Regions from separate parts of the Zea mays genome. Here regions 1, 3 and 4 are each linked to region 2. A link is a contact called in public Hi-C data. All regions are on one chromosome and are shown on one strand. Each heading gives the region's core, a stretch centred on a gene start, on an enhancer-like site or on the middle of the called end of the contact. The rest is flanking DNA. Distances are from core to core; before and after follow the strand shown.

Region 1 (2,964 bases), core at 252-2,751, 190 kb after region 2:
CATTTTCATGTGGAGACTTGAGGTATATTATTATAGAATGTTTATTAGTTTTGGTAACTTATTTGTATTTTGATGATTTTATGCAAAATAAATTAATAACACGCACATAGGCTAAAAATTCATGAATTTTACAAAAAAAGGTGACATATGTACACATATAATACAAAAAAATGTATAGACTCAAGGAGTGGATACATGATTACAACCATGATATGTGTGAAATGATGTCTTACACGATATCCGACAAAAAATTCGTTACCGACAATATCCGTGTCCGACTAGTTCCGTATTCGACACATAACTATCCGTATTTGTATCCGAGAACATCCGTATTTGTATTTGTATCCGAAGCTATTCGTATTCGAATTCGAATCCGAATAAAAATATGAAAACAAATATGGTTTCAGTGATATCCGTTCGTATTCGATCCGATTACATACCTACTTAAGATGGCCTGTTGAATAGACAACATAATCATAAAATCGACAATCCAATATTCGACCGCTTAGATTTTTCAATAGACACGTCTCGTAAAATATCTCTGAATGATAAACGGTTGGGTGTAGGCTAAGGTCCCAGCTAAAAAGTTAGACAAATCTTCTTTTCATGTCTATACTATATTTTATAAACTATCGTTATACCTTTTCATCTATTTTATATTTTATTCATCCTAAAATATAATTTGTTTCATACTAAATATACATTAATTAATTACCTATGAATGGAGCCTGCATGTATGCATATATTCATTGCCATTCATTCAAATGTGGACATAAAAATGTTAGAAAAAACTATATTTTGAGATAGATGGGTATTATAGTTTAAGAATATTTTAACTTGATTTTGAATTTAAGATTTATTATTGTTAAAAAAACTTAATATTTGAATATAAGGTTTATTGTGTAATTTCGTGTATGCATATCAATTGTAATTTAATATATGCATATTAAATAATGTTCAAATTTTGAAAGAATCATTGAATTATTAAATGGTTTGATTGAAATAATTAGATCAAATATACATATAAATTTAGCTGGTATAACTATAGTTAAATCTTTAGATACGCCACTGCCCGCCGACCCACCGCCATCCCCTCAGGGCATGTACAGTGGGTGTCTTAAGTTGTGTCTTAGAGTGTGTCTAGGGGGGTGAATGTAAAAAATCTCAAGACACGTATCTTGACGAAGACACAGTGTATTAGCTCTATATTCGAGACAGGAGACTATCTGATTGGTCACTTTAATTTATTGAATGTTCTGATTGGTACAATGAATATGGTAAGACACATGTTTTAGACATGACCACTGTATTATGTTGTGTTTTAGTTGTGTCTTATACTTGGAGTACGGTGCAGTTGTATCTAGGTTGTATATGCCCTCGTGGCCTCATCCGTTTTCCCACTCGCTTGCTGGGAATAGAAACCGTCACCCCAGTCCCCATACCACACCACCACCGCGGCACACACAAACCAACCACAGGCAATAAACACTAAACAGCTCCCACTCCCAGTAAATTTCTCGTCTCCCAATCTCCGATTCGAGGAAGCCGGAGGAGGGGATTTCGAGCCGCGGAATCGGGACATTAGAGTGGCCCTCACCCGGCGCTGGAATTGCCGAGAGGGACTGGGTTGGAGTGGAGTTCGGGAGGTGTGAGAGAAGGCGGCGATGGGGCGGCTGTTCCTGATGCACCTGGACGGCAACGTCTACAGCTGCAAGCACTGCAGGACCCAGCTCGGCGTTGCCAGCGACATCATCTCCAAGGTTCCTCTCGACCCTTCCGCGTCTCCTCGCTGCCAAAAAAAAAGAAAGAAGGAAAGAAGATTCCCAGCTGATTTTCGCCGTCCCCGCGGCGGATGTGTGTGGTGAGGCTGACAACAGCGCTTGCTTTTCTTGTTGTTTCGATTTCTTCCAGGCCTTCCACTGCAGGCACGGGAAGGCGTACCTCTTCCATAAGGTGTAAGTGGCCTCTTGCCTTTCTCTTTACTTTGCTCGTCGATTTCAGCGAAGGTTAGTTTGCGTGCGCGGTGCGCTCATAGATGAGTGTAATTTGGGGAAATGCAGCGCCCTCAGCAGAATGTGTCTGGCTTCGGCCATTGTGAATCTGTCAGCCGGTTAGTTATGCTCATAGTAGCGCTAATCTGATGTTTAATAAGCCAAGATAGATAGATACTACACCAATTAGCGGTGGCGTGCGGCAGTTTTCCGTCAGTGGGAGTCTTGTCTATTCCTTTCTAACCAGGAGAAACTCGGCCACTCGGGAAAGAGACCCTAAAGCCACTATTTGGATAAGGAATACAAAAGGACCTCATTTTAAATTATAAACTCTACTAAATTATCAGTATATAGTTTGCATTGCGTGGGTATACAACTATATGTTATACCGCCCACCCAATAGACAAATATCAAAGTCTTAATCATCTATATGGAATAAATGGATAAGAATCCACGAGACATGGAGCCTATTTGGTTCAGCTTTTTTCTGACCAGCTTTTCCGAGAATCTAGCTGTGGGGAGAATCTGGCTGTGTAGAGAATCTGAGTATCATTAGAATTACGTGCGGAGAAAGATAAAGTTGTTAATGGGGCTCAGGATCTATAAAGTGACGGATTGCTACTATTGCGACGACTCAACCGATTATATGTTTATGTTGATTTTGAATGGTTTTTACCCAAACGAATTTTATAGAAGCTGGCTGAAAAGCTAAGTGTTTGGCAGTCCGCAGCAGCTTTTGATGTCCACAAGCTGCGAAAAGCTGAAACAAACAGGGGCATGATGCAGTGGTTTCGGCCTCCCCCACACCCGCATTTTTTTCTTCTGTTATTCTTTTCTTTCTAGGGTGCGCTGGATATGCTAGAGGCACAATCTTCAGACTTACCTTTTCCCTGAGAAATCTTTCTGGTGATATAGTAGTAGTTGGCATGGGTTCTTATTATTAGCGTTGCTGGATTTTTTTCTTCCAGCACCT
Region 2 (3,243 bases), core at 607-3,106:
CTCTGTCATAGATTGGGAACATAATGCTGACGAAGCTGACAGATTCACATGTCAAGTCGAAGATACACTAGCCACCCATGAAAAGCCACGTAACGTAAAGATCCAGGAATCAGGATCGATGCTTCGTGCGGCGCGCGCTGACGATTCACGTTTTGCTAGAATTAAGATCGCGTTAAAAAGAATCCAAAATAAAGTGATGTAACGTGCTTGTGGAAATGTCCGAATGTCCACTGATCCATTACTCGGCATGGCTCCATCTCCGGCAGGCACACCCAAGCACTGCGAAGGAGGAGCGCAAGTCGCTGGCGCGGCTGATCGACGCGCGCAAGCTCACGGTGGAGGCCGCGGCGCACGCCGTGCAGAACGAGCGCATGTCGGTGCGCGCCGTGGTGCAGGTGCTCTTCTCGGAGCACGGCAAGCTCAACCGCCTCGCGGAGCTGAGCGCCTCCTTCAGCGGCCAGCGCAGCCCCAGCCCTAGCCCCAACCCTGCGCTGGAGCTCCCCGGTCGCTGCCCCTCCAAGCGCGAGGTCCTCGCGCAGCACCAGGAGGTGCGCCGCCTCCGCGACGACGTCGCCAGGCTCCAGGTCCGTCAGTCGGCTTGTCTTGAGTTCTCGAGCCCGCACATGTACACCAACTTCGGTGGTGCTCCGACTGACGCTGAAACATACGTGTGCTCTATGGTGCAGGTGCAGTGCAACGCGCTGCAGGCCTAGGTGGACAGGCTGGGCTCCGAGAGGCGTCGACGCAGCGGGGGCGGCGGTGGCGGGTTCTTCAAGTGGAGCGCGTTCTGGTTCGGCGGCGGCATGGGCGCCGACGTAGGTCGACGACTTGGAGAGCGGCATGGAGCACCGGACGCCGCCCAAGGGGAAGAAGAGCGCCACGGCGACGCCCAATGCCAAGTGGCGCAAGTCCACGTCCTGAGATGACAGGGGTGTTGTGTTGAAGGGATGGCGATCGACGACTGTTAATCATGTTTTCTGCTTTTTGGCTGGGGTTTGTGATTCCTCTGAGTTTGAACGTCATATGTTGTGTTGCTGTCATCTCGAGTTTGTGTTCGTGGTGAAACTATCAGACTGGAAATTGTACCACGCGGCTAGAAGCACCTACCGTTGACAGGCAGAAGCCATGCACGAACAGATTCCAACATGGAAAATGCAAAAGTCGATGTTTAGAGATGCACATAATGTGAGACTTCTAAACTAATTTTATACTCCCTCCAGCCTTCAGATACTCGATATTTTGAACATGATCTTATATGGAAAACGTAATACATTGATCTGTTCACTATTCACTAATTTATACATGTGTTAAGCATTAAAGTGGTCGCAGTTCACACAATATTATGCTATTGTTAATTTTATTTTGGTTTCCATTTATTTCTTAAAAAGATTTTTCTTACTACTATAACATGTAAAACTACTGTATCTATCCTGCACCATGGGAGGTGATTTTTGTTATTTACGTTATTATCTACTCATTGTGTTCCTAATTATTGGTCACTTTGGCTTTTCTATAGTATAATATTCCAAACTTGTGTGTATTTCGGGTATTTGGGGGATTATCGGTGAAGCATCATGGCTCCCGACGAAGCAGGGGCTGCGACCAGGGCGGTGGATGTTGCTGGGGGCTGCCTGATGCTGGCGGCGGCTGCTGTCTGGGGGCAGCGGCAGAGCTCATGATCGTCGAGACCGTTGATACCAGATTGGTAGGAACCACGTTTCCTATACTGACGATATGTTTCCGTTGCAACGCACGGGCATCCAGCTAGTATGATTGATGTACCGTCGCAACGCACGGGCATGACACTAGTTTATTTATACAAACAATACTGCAATCCCTGCCCGTCCTCCACCTGTCCGAGACACTTACAATAATCCTTGCCCAATCCCGTCTTTAGCCGCTAGGGTTACGCGTCCACGGCGACGACCTCTGCGCAGAGCGTGCTGCGATTGGCCGGCCTTCCTGGGATCCTCCCCGCGCCCGACACCCGGAAACGCGCGCGCGCGCGAGGGAGAGACAGAGTGAGGAAACGAGGGAAGGAGACGACGCGCTCGCCTATTGGCCGCCGGCTCCGCTCCTTCGCGCCCAGTGGTCAGTATCAGCAGCGGCGTCTCAGCCTCTCCTCCCGTTCGCCCTCGCTTGCTTCCTTTTATTCCCTTGCTTCCTGATTGGCGGTTTGGTGGTGTTGGCCCCTGCCTCGCCTTTGATGCGGCGGCCGCCCCGTGACCTTGTTTCCATTTTTGGGCGGCGGCCAGGCCAGGGTTCGGTTCGGATAAGGCGGCCTCCCAATTTCGACGGAGGGAGCCGTTGCGGGGAGCTTGTAGTGGTAGTGGGTTCGGGACTCTGGAATCGAGTTCTTCCGCTTGTTGGATCGGCGGGAGATGGGATCCTGTTCATCGGAGCAGCGTACTGATGGCCCTGTCTTGTGGGGTGGGAGCAGGATTGATTTCTGCGTTACGGGCTGCAGCTTGGTTTTGTTGGTCGAGTGGAGGGAGAATTCCCGTGATCTTCAGTCCCGGGCTCCAGGCTGTGTCACATGATGTTTGGTTTTCCCTTTTGATCTGCGTTTTGTTACTGACTGCGGTTTTGAATGGTAGCTAGAGCTGAAACTCGAGTCTCGCAGCAAAAACCTTGCCATTGTTGAATTGGCCCTGATGTTTCATGTCCAGTGTTTGTGTTCTTCCGCTCCATGATTCGCGACTAGCGAGCATGTGTTCTGCCATGGATTCAGAGCGTCGTGGAGTTTTTTCGTGTCGCCGATCAAGTCAAGATCGCTACCCTGTTTTGCACCGATCATATCCTGCTTTCATTGTCGATCCTCGTTTGTGACGTACTGCCACTGTTCATCTCGGTTTGACTTTTCCATCGCTCGTCTTCCTGATGCCACTGAAACAGCGACGGCCACGGCCTGAGCGGCGCTGCCAGCAAGGCGGCTAGTATGAGCAGCATGGAGTCGCGGCCGGGCCGAACGAACCTGGTGGAGCCCATAGGGCACGGCGCCGCGCTGCCGTCCGGCGGCCAGGCAGTGCAGCCGTGGTGGACGAGCTCCGGGGCTGTGCTCGGTGCAGTCTCGCCAGCCGTCGTGGCGGTGGCGCCCGGGAGCGGGACGGGGATTAGCCTGTCGAGCAGCCCGGCAGGTGGTAGTGGTGGTGGCGGCGCGGCTAAAGGAGCCGCGAGTGACGAGAGCAGCGAGGATTCACGGAGATCTGGGGAACCAAAAGGTATGGCGCTCCTAACTTTTTT
Region 3 (2,910 bases), core at 302-2,801, 230 kb before region 2:
TGGACAGTTAGGGACGAACGGTCGTCCAACAGAATGAGCAAAGCCTAAGGCCTCTAGGGCCTATGACAGTCCAGACTTCGGGGTGCTCTTAGACTCTCATATGTAAATACCATACTACATTGCAACGGTATACCAATTATATTTGATGCTATAGTGCAAGCAGTTGTACGACCCAAGGGTCCAGTGACAAGCCACTGTGATAAACTCTCCTCATAAAAAATAAATTTAAAATTTGAAGTTAAAGTGGATCCTCCCCACAAAAAATAAACTTAAAATTAAAGTGGTCATATAACCCACATACCAGATATTAAACTGTAGATACTATATTTTCTCTTAGCCAAAAAGTCGAGAAAAGTATGAGTTTAAAAGGAGATCTGCCCCTTTTTTATAGCTTGTTTGGTCATTCGTTCTCCTTGGTACTATCCCTGGGCACTGCACAGCATGTGGCTTCATGTCATGTTAGACTTGGGTCTCACTTCTCATTTGGGAGTTAATGGCCTGTTTGTTAGGTAGGACATGGGGGAAAACAAATCTACTCTACGTGCTTCAAGCATGAAGCACGACGCACAAAACTCCTGATTTAAAGGAGTGGAGATATTTACCCTGTGATGGCCTTATAAACTACAGACATTAAAAAACAATCTTTAGCAAGCCTACAAGATTCTAGATTCAATTCAATAAATCACACCAGTTCATTAGGAGCTGCCATGTGATGTTTTGTTTGAAATTAGAAGATGTTTTATGATTACAGAACTCAGTAAATGACTAGGGATAAACCAGTTCATCCACAAACCACTAAACCAAAAGGCTAAAGAGATTAGAAACTCGGACACACGTCTTTTGCCCCAAGTTTCGTGCCCCTTGCTTAATGAAATCAGCCCCAATCACAGATTAAACTTGGTATGTAATCACTCTCGACTAAAAAAATTGAACGCCATTTAATAATATCCATCCAATGGAACCTTGGAACGCCCAAATCGCACAAAGAGAGAAACAAGATTAATTCGGATTAGTACCTTGCGAAGGGCTGTGGCGAGTTCGCCGCGTGTGAAGTTGGCGGCGGCGGCGGTTGAGAGCGGGATGGTGTTCCGGAACTGGTACAGGTGGAGGTTCTTCTGTATGAACTCCGTAAATTGCACCCTGCGCCAACAGAAACGGCCCCAATCAGAACCCCCAGAAACCCAGGCAGATCGAGATCAGATCGCACGACACACAAAAACCCAAAAAAAGCGAACGTGGAATCGATAGGCCGGCCTTTGAACGAACGGATCGGCGAGGGCAGAGAACCTACCGATCACCAGGCTCCCCTGAAGCGCCCATCAGCTTTTGCGAGTCGAGCACCATCACCTTGTCCTCGTCGGTCTTGTGGACGAGAATACTCTGCACGGCGGAGGTGTCGGCCGCCACCAGCGCGAAGTCGCGGCCAACCACGCCCAATACGCACTCCATTCCCGGGACTGGACTGGGTTCCTCGCTTGTGCTCTGATGTTGCGCGACGAGAGAGAAACGGGCGTAGGGGAACGAACCGGAAAGAGTTCACCGAGTTCGTCTTGGGGTAGAAGAAAGGGGCGTTCACACAATTTTCGGCGGGCCTGGTGTCCTTCGCAGCAGTGTGACGTGCTGGTTGGGCCTTCTTTTGCTCCAATTGCTACTACTACTAGCAAGGTGCCCTCGGTTTTCATTTATAAATATAAAGTACAAAAGATGCATGTATTGTTGGCTAGACAAGTTTGAATATTCAATTCCCTTATATGGTCACTCAAAACATTATTATTCACTCATATGGTTACTCAAAATATTGTTTTATATTATAATCTCTATTATTCGCAGAGTGAAGTTTAAATATGAGTATGTGGATCAATAAGCTGTTGAAGATAGCGTTAGAGCCAATAGCCATGATTTCATTTCTTATTTATATATAGTTTTAGTTATTTATCATTTAAATATAGAGAAGCATGACGATTATAGAACCATGAAAATTGATGCTTTATGTACAAGAGAAGGGTTGTGCGTAACCAGGCTTTTTTTCTGGTGAAATTGGAGTAAACCTGATTTTCTCAATGGTGCAGCCAAAGAGGGTTAGGGGTGTTTGAGACTGTTTCAGCTCCAAAAAAAATATATTGAATTTGGTGACACAGGTTAGTAGATGCTTAACAAATTATGGGGCTAGAGTTATAAACCTTCAAAATATATTTAGATAAGTTATTTTATTTATTATTTAAAATAAGAAATTAAAACTATTTAATAAATTTATATTATGAACTGCAGCTCCAAGAGCTGAAATCCAGGGCAATCCTAAACACCCCTATCATGACCCATTTCTCTCTCCTCTTAAAAAAGTTACCATGTCAAAGAAACTTATACATCTCTGTAACAGTCTGTTAAAGAAAAATAAAGTCACATTAGCCTTGGCATCGGGGCTGGCCGCTTCAGCTTCAGTTTTCCAATCACGTAAAAACGATCGAGACATGGGATCCGACCGAGATACCGGGATGGAATGTAGTCAATGGAAAATTCTAGCGATTTCAGCGGGAACCGGAAGTAATTATAGCCACGTATCATAGTTTCATGAGAGCACGCAAATCCTACATAGCTTTTGTCTTTACCATCGTATAACAAATATGTACTTATACATACAGTCTTCGAAATTTACCGTGGGATACATGGATGGTGTGTATGTATGGACGCCTTTGTAAGTTACAATCACCTAATCTAAACACACGGCACCGGGGAATCGCCTCCCTAGCCACTGCTGACGGAGCAAAAAATGATGCGCAACGCCAACATCCATGCGCAACAGTCGGCAGAATCCAAAACCATGCTGCATTATCCGCTCACTGCTGCTTCATCATTCATGTGAAGTATAATACCCATGGGCCATGTCCCAACATGCAGTGCAAGGTTAACTGC
Region 4 (3,195 bases), core at 126-2,625, 200 kb before region 2:
TGATGAATTGATCACTGAGACGAAGATCTATCATTTCCTTAATTAGATAACCGCTTGTTTAAGTCAATTTTACTTTAAATTGTAATTATTGCATTCAAATGAAGTTCACATTACCATTATCTACGCATTTGCATGATTTATTTTTTTAGCCAATATAAATGATTTTTAGTGTTATATCCAGCCCCATCGCCTTATCCCATTCCGCCTAGAACATGAGGACATCTGATCCTTCTATACAGCTAATTTTACCATGGCTTTTCCGTGTTATGCACTTTCAGTTCAAAAATACCATAGTAGGTTTTTTTGTTGCGTTGCATATTTTGTATCTGACTGACATATGTCACATGTAGCATTAGTTGTAACAAAAAGAACCAAAATCCGAAACTCAGGCCTTGTACGTTTACCCTCTAGATTATATAATCCAACTTAAATAAGTTGAGAGGTAAACAAACAACACAGATTATCAGATGGATTATGTAATCTAGATACCTAGAATCTAGATTATGATAATCCATAAGCGATCAATAGATGCTTATATAATCCATAAGCTGGGTTATATAATCCTGAAAGAAAACAAACAGGGCCTCAGTTGAACGAGACACATCTGAACTACATTTCATGTAATTAGGCTCGCAGTTTAAGTGATTTATTATATCAGCGAGATAAACAGTTCCCAGTGATACATAAGTGTAATCAAGCAAGTAAACAACAGCTCTGGGGAAAACAGATTTAAGGAAATGTGTCGGTCAAATAAAGCTCCAGCTACTTGGATTAAGATTGCTGCACTAAGCTCATAGAACCAGAGTCCAGACAAATGGCTAACTATAACATGACAAGGATCAAACAGAGTGCTCACCAACGCCGATCAGCAGAGCGAACAGCCACTTGAGCATGACGTAGTAGGGCACCCAGAACTTGCTCCGCTGCGCCTGCGCCGACCCAGCAACACAAAAAACTAAGCTGACCGCACACCAAAACCACACGCTCTCGAGTCGAGGACAATAGCAGCGGATGGGCTGGGGCGGCGGATACCTGCTCCTCCCGGTACGCGTAGTTCTCGATGACCTCGTAGTCGAGGCTCTCTATGGCAGCGCCCGATAAGAGTTCGTCGTCCGCGGCCTCGGAAGTGGAGGGGCCCGCCCCCTCCCCGTCGGCGGTGGGGAGGCGCGTCCACGCGAGCCGCGCCATCCCGATGCCGTCGGGAACGTCGTGGTCGACGCCGGAGAGCATCGGATCGGGATGCGGCGGCGCCGGATCCCGACCTTGACGCACGCTCGATCGGGGTAGGGAAAGGGTTGCTGCGAGACTGGCCGGGAAAGCTTGAGAACCAAGAGTTCGTCAAGTTGGTCCCGTGAATTTGTGGCGTGGTTAGGTTCTGTTTTTTAATTTTACCATTCCAATTTATAATTTTATAATTCGTTTAAATTTTTTAACCTAAATTTGATCGGCTTGTATTGTTCAAAAATAAACTTATATTTATTATTAATTTTTACTATATACTGTTTATCATATAATATATTTAAAATATGGCTTTGAATTTTTCATATTTTTCATAAAAAAATAAATAAGACGAGTCCATCATACTTGACACAAAAAATCAAACGAATTATAATTTAGGACAGATAGAGTACAAAAAAATGGTGTGGTTAACGGTCCATAGAGTATTTTTAAAATTTCTAAACAATTATAATTATAAAAAAAATATGATATTTTATAGTCACGTAATTTTAATTGTATTTCTGATAACCAAGTTTTAGAAACCTTTAGATACCAAGATATTTTTAAAGTATTTAAACTTCACTTTAACTCAAAATTTTCACAATATAACTAGCTTTTGTCTAAATATCATGGTTTATAACGTTGTATTTAAATAGCAAATGACTAGTTTTTGTCTAGATATCACGGTTTATGTTGTATCTAACTAAAATTATGGTATTATCATTATAATTACAAAATATGATATTATATGGTCTGTTGAATAGCTCCTGAATCTATAAGACTATCTTCAGCAGATTCTCTATTCCACTCTCTATTTCACTTCATATTTTAAACTCTATTTTGCAAAAAATGTAATCTACACGGCCCTTTATATGGTCTGTTGAAGATGACCTAACCAATAAGTTGTGTATATAGTCATGTAAAATATTTGCATTGTAGAAGGTATTATTTATAAAATCTATACTACTATATTAATAGTCTAATGTGGGCACTGGTGGTACCAGTCTTCACCTCCCCACGCCCAGCACCCGCAAAAAATAGTAGCACTTGAACTCACACCCCTCTGCTCTAAAAATTTAGGGCTAACTACTGGATCACACGTACTTTAGTGTTTAGATATAAACAAAAATTATATTTGTAGTCTAGACGTCGCTCCTCACACTCCCGTGCCTCGTGGCAACGTACGGGTATATAGTTTGAAATATGTAGGACATAAGAGATGAGCCATTGGCGCTCGATCGTCGAGGCTAGTGGTAGGCTGATAGCCTGGCTAGGGAGCATGGCTGGCGTGGCTAGGGCTGGGCAAAAAACCCGTAACCCGAACTTAAACCTGAAATACCCAAAACCCAAATTTTATTCGGTGATTTCAGGTAGCAACTTGCAAAACCCGAATCTATTTCGGGTAATTCGGGGTATCACAACCGGGTACCCGAATTATCCGAACTCTCATGTGTCATGTACTCATGTCATGCTTAATTATTATTTTGTACATCTATAGTTATGTGTAAGTGTGTATAACTTGTGATTGTAGATTGCTTGTGTCTTATATGTCCATTTATATCATTATTCAGACTGTATTTTTATACTAATTTAATAGGGTGTATGTGTTTTTATAAAGCCGACACAACAATTCGGGTAGTTCGGGAATACCCGGACCAGAACCCGAAATTCCGGGTAACCGAATTTTCGGGTATTATAAAACCCGTTGTAATTTCGAGTATCGATTCTCAAAACCCGAAATTTTAATAAATACTCGAATTAACCGACCCGAATTTTTCGGGTAACCCGAACGCCCACCCCTAGGTGTGGCGCTCGAATCTGAGCCGAAGCCCACCACTGGGCTATTAGAGCAAGCATAATAAAAGGCTATAAACTGGCTAAATAATGAGATGGAGAAGAGAGGAGAAGCGGACTATAAATTTACATATGGCTTTGACACAAAAACGAAGGAGCTTTATGAGAGATAACATACCGAAG

Evidence for each region. Hi-C and Micro-C count contacts between places; a contact is called where the count stands out from the background.
Region 1: a Hi-C map of leaf shows a contact between it and region 2, with 4 times the contacts expected there. The contact joins the promoter of LOC100282535 here to the promoter of LOC100282719 in region 2. A contact is called at or near these places in 3 of 25 Hi-C or Micro-C datasets (ear, leaf and tassel).
Region 3: a Hi-C map of tassel shows a contact between it and region 2, with 2.4 times the contacts expected there. The contact joins the promoter of LOC100282158 here to the promoter of LOC100282719 in region 2. A contact is called at or near these places in 2 of 25 Hi-C or Micro-C datasets (leaf and tassel).
Region 4: a contact with region 2 is called in a Hi-C map of ear, with 1.8 times the contacts expected there. The contact joins the promoter of LOC103643844 here to the promoter of LOC100282719 in region 2. A contact is called at or near these places in 8 of 25 Hi-C or Micro-C datasets (ear, endosperm, leaf and 2 more).

Annotation. Positions count from the first base shown.
Region 1 is chr1:270,270,229-270,273,192 of Zm-B73-REFERENCE-NAM-5.0, forward strand. It overlaps LOC100282535 (protein yippee-like), which reads left to right and starts at 1,502. Exons shown (of 5, transcript NM_001365059.1): 1 at 1,502-1,760; 2 at 1,912-1,955. The coding sequence starts at 1,665.
Region 2 is chr1:270,083,253-270,086,495 of Zm-B73-REFERENCE-NAM-5.0, forward strand. It overlaps LOC100282719, which reads left to right and starts at 1,857. Exons shown (of 7, transcript NM_001155626.1): 1 at 1,857-2,091; 2 at 2,896-3,221. The coding sequence starts at 2,939.
Region 3 is chr1:269,853,074-269,855,983 of Zm-B73-REFERENCE-NAM-5.0, forward strand. LOC100282158 reads right to left here and starts at 1,552. Exons shown (of 3, transcript NM_001155070.2): 1 at 1,292-1,552; 2 at 1,017-1,140. The coding sequence starts at 1,449. LOC103643844 (chloride channel protein CLC-d) reads right to left here. Exons shown (of 23, transcript XM_008667011.3): 23 at 2,543-2,910. It also overlaps the pseudogene LOC111590659.
Region 4 is chr1:269,881,335-269,884,529 of Zm-B73-REFERENCE-NAM-5.0, forward strand. LOC103643844 (chloride channel protein CLC-d) reads right to left here and starts at 1,376. Exons shown (of 23, transcript XM_008667011.3): 1 at 1,033-1,376; 2 at 857-929. The coding sequence starts at 1,230.